Regions from separate parts of the Sus scrofa genome. Here region 1 is linked to region 2. The links are chromatin contacts, called in public promoter capture Hi-C maps. All regions are on one chromosome and are shown on one strand. The core of a region is the stretch at or near the end of the contact, and the rest is flanking DNA. Distances in the headings are between cores, read along the strand shown. Region 1 holds the start of MAP3K4 (mitogen-activated protein kinase kinase kinase 4). Region 2 overlaps AGPAT4 (1-acylglycerol-3-phosphate O-acyltransferase 4).

What was found. Promoter capture Hi-C pulls out the DNA fragments that hold promoters and counts their contacts.
Region 1: a promoter capture Hi-C map of fetal liver shows a contact between it and region 2, with 2.9 times the contacts expected there. The contact joins the promoter of MAP3K4 here to the enhancer-like site in region 2. A contact is called at or near these places in 2 of 5 promoter capture datasets (fetal liver and fetal skeletal muscle) and 7 of 47 Hi-C or Micro-C datasets (embryonic fibroblasts, fetal heart ventricle, fetal skeletal muscle and 3 more).

What each region holds. Positions count from the first base shown.
Region 1 is chr1:7,047,086-7,051,138 of Sscrofa11.1, forward strand. It overlaps MAP3K4 (mitogen-activated protein kinase kinase kinase 4), which reads right to left and starts at 2,699. Exons shown (of 27, transcript XM_021086227.1): 1 at 2,346-2,699. The coding sequence starts at 2,482.
Region 2 is chr1:6,871,034-6,875,152 of Sscrofa11.1, forward strand. It overlaps AGPAT4 (1-acylglycerol-3-phosphate O-acyltransferase 4), which reads left to right. Exons shown (of 8, transcript NM_001143697.1): 3 at 1,680-1,841; 4 at 2,155-2,308. Among named protein-coding and RNA genes, the nearest start is that of AGPAT4, 65 kb to the left of the region's middle. Within about 2 kb of position 2,183, at least 15 of the 83 cell types and tissues checked have an H3K27ac peak or open chromatin away from gene starts, as enhancers often do. A contact at or near this core is called in fetal liver, where this site is marked.

The DNA.
Region 1 (4,053 bases), core at 1,449-3,948, 180 kb after region 2:
GGTAAATGACAATAGAATCAATTTAAGATGTTTGAAGTGGTGGCCTCTGGGGATGGAAATGCAGGCACTTCACAGATCTTTCTGACTTCTTAAACTATAGGCAGAGGTTGATTTAAAAAAATAAATTTTATTGGAGTAGAGTTGACTTAGAAAGTTGTGTTATTTTTAGGTGTACAGCAAAGTCAGTCAGTTATACATATACATATATCCATTCCTTTTCAGATTTAAAAAAAAACTAAATTAAATCAAAGGAATTTTAGAATGCCACAATAGACTGGATTAGTACACGCTAAATTCTTAGGGTGCGATAGGGGCTTGGGTTCGGGGCTGGGGAGAACAGAGAGGATTTCATGTGTTCTTTTTTTTTTTAATTAAGAATAATGGCAATATGACGACAGGTTCACAATCATTCATTCCAGGTTGCGGGCCAGGGCGGATTACTTCCGTACTTGTTCAATCTGTCCTTTTCCGTATAGTTAACATTTCTTAAATTAACTCGATATAAAAATCCGTAGAATCCGTTACACAGTTGAGGAAGTGGAGAGCTAGTTTCAGGGCAGCTTACACCCAGGACAGCTGAGCTGCTAGTTTAAAATGAAAAGCCTTTTAGCAAATGACTGTTTGTGGGATTAAGAGGAATACAGCATCCTGATCAAGGGATGCTAAATAATGGACCCACAGGCTCTGTCTCTGGACCACACCTGGAGGACACAGCAGGCTCCTCTCTAAGGTGTCACTTTTTCTCGGGCCTTGGGACCTGGTTAAGGGACATGGGAAGGCCTGCAGCAGGGGGTGGTGCTGGGTCTGGGAATATGGGTGCTGGCCGCAGAAATCACCCGGAACCGTCAGCCGGAAGAGGGACTGAGTGGTGACTGCCCCACACAGGCGATAGTCACTGAACTCATCTGTGGCTCACCTTTATGAGTAGGGGGCAGTGGCTGATTAAGTGTCCACTTTCCAAAATCCAGTTTTGGATATTTTTTTTTCGACTTTTGTAAGCAAGACCAACAACAACAACCAGCAATCTATTCAAAAGAGCAATTGCCAAGGCCTGACATCCAGGGAATTCAGCCTAGTCGCCTCCATTTACTGGCACTTGAATTGACTGCGATGATTGCTGACAAGGACAACTGACAACTGACGCTTACATCTCACTACTTTCAGGTTTCTTTGTTTATGTAACCACAAAGTCATGCAATGTTTTTGTTCTTGTTGCTTATTTCACAGATCTATTTAATCCAGTTTTTTAAGCTAAAAGAGGTCTTATTGATGGGCGGTAAGAGAATAAACAGAACAATGTAGGGTACACCTTTTTTTTTTTTTTGCCTTTTTGTCTTTTTAGGGCCATTCCCGTGGCATGTGGAGGTTCTCAGGCTAGGGATCCAATCGGAGCTGTAGCCGCCAGCCTACACCACAGTCACAGCAACGCAGGACCCGAGCCGCATCTTCGACCTACACCACAGGTCACATCAACGCCTGATCCTTAACCCACTGAGGGAGACCAGGGATCGAACCCGCAACCTCATGGTTGCTAGTCGGATTGCTTTCCACTGCACCACGACGGGAACTCCAGTACACTTTTTCTTATAAAGATGTCTATCTACTTACATACATATCTACATATATGCCATGTGGAGCAAATGACTAAACAATAGAATTCTTAGAAGTTGGAAATTTTCTGATGAAGAACATCAGCTAGTTTCAGAGTATTCATTTTACTGTATTTATTTTAATTTACTGGCGTTTAAACTTCAGAATAGTGGAGGATAAATGTCAAACTGATCTAAGCAAAAAGGTGTCAATAAACACACATTGTTTTGCATCGCTTTCTAGGAACACGACTACGGCCTCGAACAAGGTACATCTGTGGAAGGAAGAAGACAAAGTCACGCTGGGGATGTTAAGGAGGCAGGACCCCCGGCTTCTCCGGGGCGGAAGGTCTCTGCCCAAACACCCAAGCGTCAGAGCTCTTTAGCCATCTCTTCCGGACCCCGCCTGTCTGTCCCTTCACACGCCGTCACCAAAAAGGTGTTGAAACAGGGAAACGCAGGAGGCTGCCCTCCTCCGAAACATCAATCACCCAACTTGGCCACTTTTGGAAATTCAATGTTCCGTGTCCGGCGCCCCAAGGGCTCTGCAGCCCCAGCGGCGGAAAGTGCAAATCCCCCTCGCGGAACATTCCATTCCTCCTCTTCCACCCAGATCGTCCACCGAGCCACCCCGCTGTGTTCCGACGCCGGGCCGGCGGTGGGACCGAGGGGGCTCCCCCCCCACCCCGTCCCCAGGGCCGGGCGGGCCACGGCGAGCCAACCCCAGCGCAGCAGCGAGGCGGAGGGGTTCCCTACCTTGGCTCCGGGCCTGCGCATCCTTCCCTGGGGCGCGTCCTGGCTCCCGCCGCGCGGGCCCCGGCCGCGAGGCCGCTGCCACCGCCGCCGCCCCGTGACGTCGCCGGAATGCAGGCAGCCGCCGCCTGGGCCAGCATCTCCCGCTCTCAGCGGCGAAAATCGTCCGCAGGCCTTGGCCACGTGCCCGCCCCCGCTCCCATCTCTGCCCTGGAATTCTTCTCTCCCTTTCGGCCGGAGTCTGGCGCCCGAGAAGGGAAGGAACCCACCTGCTGGTGGAGTCACCGAGGACAACACCGGCCACAGGTTTGGGGACCCGGGGACTCCCACCCGCCGGGCGCGGGCGCTCAGCCTCCGAGGCAGGAAAGGCTGGGGTGTGCTGCCCCCTGCCGGCCGCTGGCGGCGAACGCTTCTGTTTCCCGGGCTGCGAAGGGTTCCTGCGGCGAGTAGAGAGCTTCAAAGGCTCGGCTGAGAAGAAAGGTTGTTTGCGCTTCTGTGGGTTGGAGTGAGGTCTTAGCTGCGTCAGAGCTCTTGCCTCGAGGCGCTGGGATCGCCCAAGGAGAGGAGTTTCAGTGCGGTGTTTCTGGAAACTCCAAGCTCTTGCATGAAGCCAAGCTTCCACGTGAAGCATGTAACATAATGTGCTTTATTTCCCTGGTCTACCCATCTCTCCAAAGGAGCAAGCCTCTGACGCATCCGGCTCTCAAAGGAGGTTTTAAGGAGAAGAAAGCTTTAGATGTCCCGATTGCTTGCCTGCTAGATGCTGACTGCATCAAGAGCTGACGCATTTATGGATGAACGAACAATGAGAGACCAAAAAGGGAAGAGTTCATGCAATTTCACTTTCACGAGCATCAACATTCCCTCTGCAGGTTTGGGGACCTACCGTGGAAATACAATATCCGTGCACGTCCCCCTGGAGCTTAACTTCCACTTCGTGATGTTCATCCTGAAAACAGAAAGCAAAGACAACACTGCACGACTTAGCGGCAAGCTGGATAGGAGAAAGCGAAATGTGCCAACCCAGGCAGATAGTCCCTGGGTGGCAGCCCAGGGTGAGCCTCCCTCCCATACGGGTCCAGGCAGTGCACTTCAGGCCCCGGGCTCTGGTTTGGCTTCGGCTCTTTCTACCAGCACTTGGCTTGGCTTCATTGCTGGGGCTTCCAGGGTAATCACAGAGTTTTGCAAATACAGTAGGTGCCCCATAAATGCTCATTTTGAATGCTGCCATCGATGACTGTGGCAATGAGAGGAAACTAGGAGGCCGAAAGACCTGGCCCTGGCATTTGAGGCCCTGTCTATCCCTCCCTGATCCAGCCTCACTAGTTGTGACGCTGGACCAGTTACTGAGTTCGGCCTCCTTTCTTTATCAGTAAGTGGGAATGATAACAACAGTACCTCCCACTTAGGGTCAGGATGAGGGGTCCACGAAACACTTTACGTCAAGTGCTTAGGGCAGGGCCTCGTCTGCAGCCATTTCTCCATCCAGTGTTGCTAATAGGACTGTTGTGGCCGCTGCCGTTCCTTCTTCCCAGGGGTAGTTTGCAAGGCAGTGGTTTAAAGTGGTCACTTGATCCTTGGATCCCTTCCACCGGCATACCTTTGGGCAAGTGAGTTGCAATTTCCCGATCTATAAAATGGTAATACTAGAGAAAAATCTGCTGGTGACAGCATGATGTGGGGCTCAGCTGTACTTAACCCGTCGTGGTGG
Region 2 (4,119 bases), core at 933-3,432:
GCTTTGTCTGCAATGCTCGCAGGCTCCACTCTTGCCCTGGGAGGGGACAGGGAGGCCACCTTTGACCTCTGAATGTTCACCAGCTGGGCCAAGCAGGCTGGGATCTGCCATGATGCAGATAAGGGCCCTGAGAGAGTAGGGACCAGGCGAAATCCCTTACAGCCCCTGGGGCTGGGCCAGTCACGGTGCCCCTAGAGCCTGAGAACGTGGCCTTCGGAATGACAGGGAGTCTGGAAATGAAAGAGAAGGAAGCAGTGGCTGGGAGGACGGCGCCCAGCATCGGCCAGGGCCTAGGGGTTCATTAACATTTACCACGAACTTTGGCCTCCGACGGGCTGGCCCGGCCCAAATTCTCTGCTTCTCCAGCTGCTGATCTGTGATTCTGGGTGAGTCACTGACCGTCTCTGAGCCTCAATTTGATCATCTGTAGAATGGGTATACCTGTCCTACCGGTTTAGAATTCAACAGCATTTGTGGAACGCGTCCCCTGTGTTTGGCCATGACCCCTCACGGGCAAGTGCTCTGACCTCCGGGGACTTGCCTCTGGGTCCTCTGGGACAGGTCTGTGGATTTTATGTCTTGGTTCTCTGTGAGATAATTTGCATGTTGGAAATTTTCATGTGAGAAAAACACAACTCAAACCCGTCAAAACGTGGAGAGGCTGTGCCTGAAAGGTGTCTGTGCCTTTTCTTCTCCCAGTGGGGATGATGCTTCTTTTTTTGAAGGTCAAGGGAGCAAGTGGCTGCTTATACCTTTCCCTGGTCTGCAGGGACTGGGGACTGTGGCCCATTGCCCCTCTGCTGAGCTTTGTAGCTGTCGAGGGAGGGATGGGGAAGAGGCGGGGCCATGCTCAAGTGTCGCTCTTGCTCGCAAGCCTCATGGGTTCAGGGGCACAGAATGACGCTTGTCACCAGGAGCACAGCTAAGGCCACCGGCCAGTCCGCATCACCGCCTCCGTCATCTTTGTCATTGATGGATGGCAGCTCTTTCAAGGAGGACCTTGGCCAATTCCAAAAATGGGGGTGAAAAATGTGGAACCCAATCCACCAGATCAGAAGCTGTCTTTGTGTCTTCCCTGTCCCCTCCTGCCACTGGATCCTTCCCTAGCAGGTCACCGCCGGCACCACGTGCAGCCTTGGGGATGCGCTGGCCGGGGGCTGCGTGGAGTGCTCCCAGTGCACCTGCCGATCTGAGCGTAGCTCTGGGCTCCATCATTTCTTAGCCATCCGACCCAGAGAACCCGCTTTGCCACAGATCCTAGTCTTTAAGGGGAGCGTATCCGCCCCATGCAGAGCCAGCAAGTTCCCTGAGGACTGGGTGAGGTCTGCGGGATGGGCTTAGCCAGCACACCTGGAGGTGGGCACGAGGACGACACAGCCTCCCCACCACCCCCAGATGTCCCCACCTGCCCCCCACCCACCTCCCGTGCCTGTTTCCCCACGGAGAGCCAGGCCCCCTTGTTCCTCGCCCCTGCGGGGCCGAGTTGGCACAGCCTTGCCCTCTAGCTGACCAGTGTGGCAGCTCCAGGTCGACGGCTCCCAGCCCCCGTGTGCTCAGGGACCATCCGCAGGGCCCTGAACATTTCAATGCAGTTCACTCCTCTTTCTAGTGAGCTCTTTCGGCCGCCAGCAGGGCCGCTCGGCCCCTTTCACGGACGCCCTCGGGCCCTTCTGTTTCAGGGCTCCAAAGTCCTGGCCAAGAAGGAGCTGGCCTACGTCCCCATAATCGGCTGGATGTGGTACTTCACCGAGATGGTCTTCTGCACGCGCAAGTGGGAGCAGGACCGCAAGACCGTCTCCCGGAGCCTGCTGCACCTGCGCGATTACCCGGAGAAGTACTTCGTACGGGCGCCCCGCCCTCCCGCAGGCCCCGCCCCGGCCGGCCCCGCCCTCCCGCAGGCCCCGCCCCCGGCCTCCCGCCCGCCCCCCTTCCTCTGAGCTCAGGGTGCCGGGCTCCGCCCCGGGGTGCCCTTGTCACCCTTACACACACGCTCACCCCCCTGCCTCCTCGGCCTCCCCAAGTGTAAACCCTTTCTCTCCGAAGCTCCCCGGCTCTTGAACACGGTAGGCGCGGGGTGGCCTGGGCGTGTGCGGCCTCGGGGCTGTGTCGGAGGGAGCCCGGGGCCGTGTGTAAGGGCTGCTCTGTCCCCTCCAGTTCCTGATTCACTGCGAGGGCACGCGGTTCACGGAGAAGAAGCACCAGATCAGCATGCAGGTGGCGCAGGCCAAGGGGCTGCCCAGCCTCAAGCACCACCTGCTGCCTCGCACCAAGGGCTTTGCGGTCACCGTGAGGAGTTTGAGAAATGTAGGTAAGGACCAGCCCCGGCCCCGGCCCTGCAGCGAGGGAGCCCGGCCCCCCGGCGCCCCAGACGTAGCGCCGCCTCCCGCCCCCCTGCCCCCGACCTCGGCCAGAAGGCAGGAGGGGGGACGTGAGCACACGTGGGTACGCACGCGCGCGCACCCCAACACACGAACTCACTCTAAGCCAACGCTGCCCTCCGCTGCCCCACGCATGAACACACACACACACACACACACACACACACACACACACACACACACACACACACACACACACACACACACACACACACACACACACACACACACACACACACACACACACACACACACACACACGAACTCACTCTCACAGCCAACGCTGCCCTCCGCTGCCCAGCGCTGGGACTGCAGGCTGCGGCCCATGCTGGTCCCTGGGCCCCACACCGGATTAGCCCAGATTTTTATTTTTTGTACTAGCTGCCCCCAGGCAGTGAACTCTGTGACTTTGCCATCTGTCTGGCGGGGCCTCAATTACTGTCTGGAGCCCTAAATGACCGTAGGTAAGGATGAGAAGCAGGGAGTGGCGAGGCTTTGTGTCCCTTCTTGAGTTTGCAAACACAGGGTTTTTCCCCTTGCCTGGCCTGCGCCCGGTGTGTGGGTGGGGCCGCAGGAGTGTCAGCTGCTGTCAGTGAAGACCTTGAGGTCCCCACTGCCCCAGGCAGCCCTGGCTCCCCGCCCCTGCCCGGATCCCTCCCCTGCTCGGCTGCCAGGTTGGCGCTTCTGTGAAACCTCTTTGGTGTTGCAGGTGGGCCTGAACGAGGAACCCTGGGGAGGACCCAGCAGCATTAGTGTCTGGCTCATAATAATCAAATGTGGGCTGTAGGTAGCACCTCCTGCCGCCCCCTGAGCCCCCCTTCTGGGCCAGGTGGCGGTGTCCAGCTACCAGTTCTGCTTTTCCCCTGCCTGGGTTTGACCAGTGAGACTCCCTGACTTGAGCTTTGCCTGCAAGCTATCCTACCGCCATCAGTAATAATAGGAAGAAGAATCATAATCAATAGCAGGGCAGGTCTGATATGCTGGCAGCGAAAGCTCCTCACATGTAGCATGGCCAGAACATGTGCTGCCAAATGCAGTGAAGGAATTTTTTAAACTTTCAAGTCACAGATAAGGAGTCGGGCTGGGTGATAAAGAACTTCTCCCGAGTGACTCCGCTAGACCCCAGCAGGCCAGGGTCACACCCGGGCTGGCGGGGCTGCCAGGGCGCTCTCATCCTTCTCCTGGGCCTAAGCAGATGGATGGATCTAGTGCCAGGCCCAGTTCTGTCACTTCAAGACCTTGGGACTTCTGGGGAAAAGGAGGGCGTTGTGCAAATTTAGGCTGTTCTCTGGGGAATCCTGTCCCATCCTTGATTATTCCAAGTAACCCCCAGCTCTACGGCAAGCATCAGGCTCCTGTGTAAGAGCAGCCGGAAGAAAGAGCCAGGAAACCACTGAGCCCCGGGAGCTCTCCTGCCCCTCGCTGCCCTCAAACCCTGTGTCTCTACAGCCAAACCCTGTGCAGCCTGATGCCTTGGATGCAGCGTCATTTCACGCTTAAAAAGGCTGAGCAGTGCGCTACACATGCAGGTTGTTCTCTGCCAGCCTTGCTCTGCCTCAGGAGGGGACACTTCTCCCTGCGCCCTCCCCCAGAGGACAGGGGAGTAGTTTCAGTTCCTTGGGTGGAGGGGTGGGTGGGGACTCTCTGCTGGCACTTTAGCTGAGCTCCCGCTGCCAGAGCATCCCCTGGAGACCCCACGTGGTGGCCGGCGGTGGGTAGGAAGAAATGGATGGTGATTTCG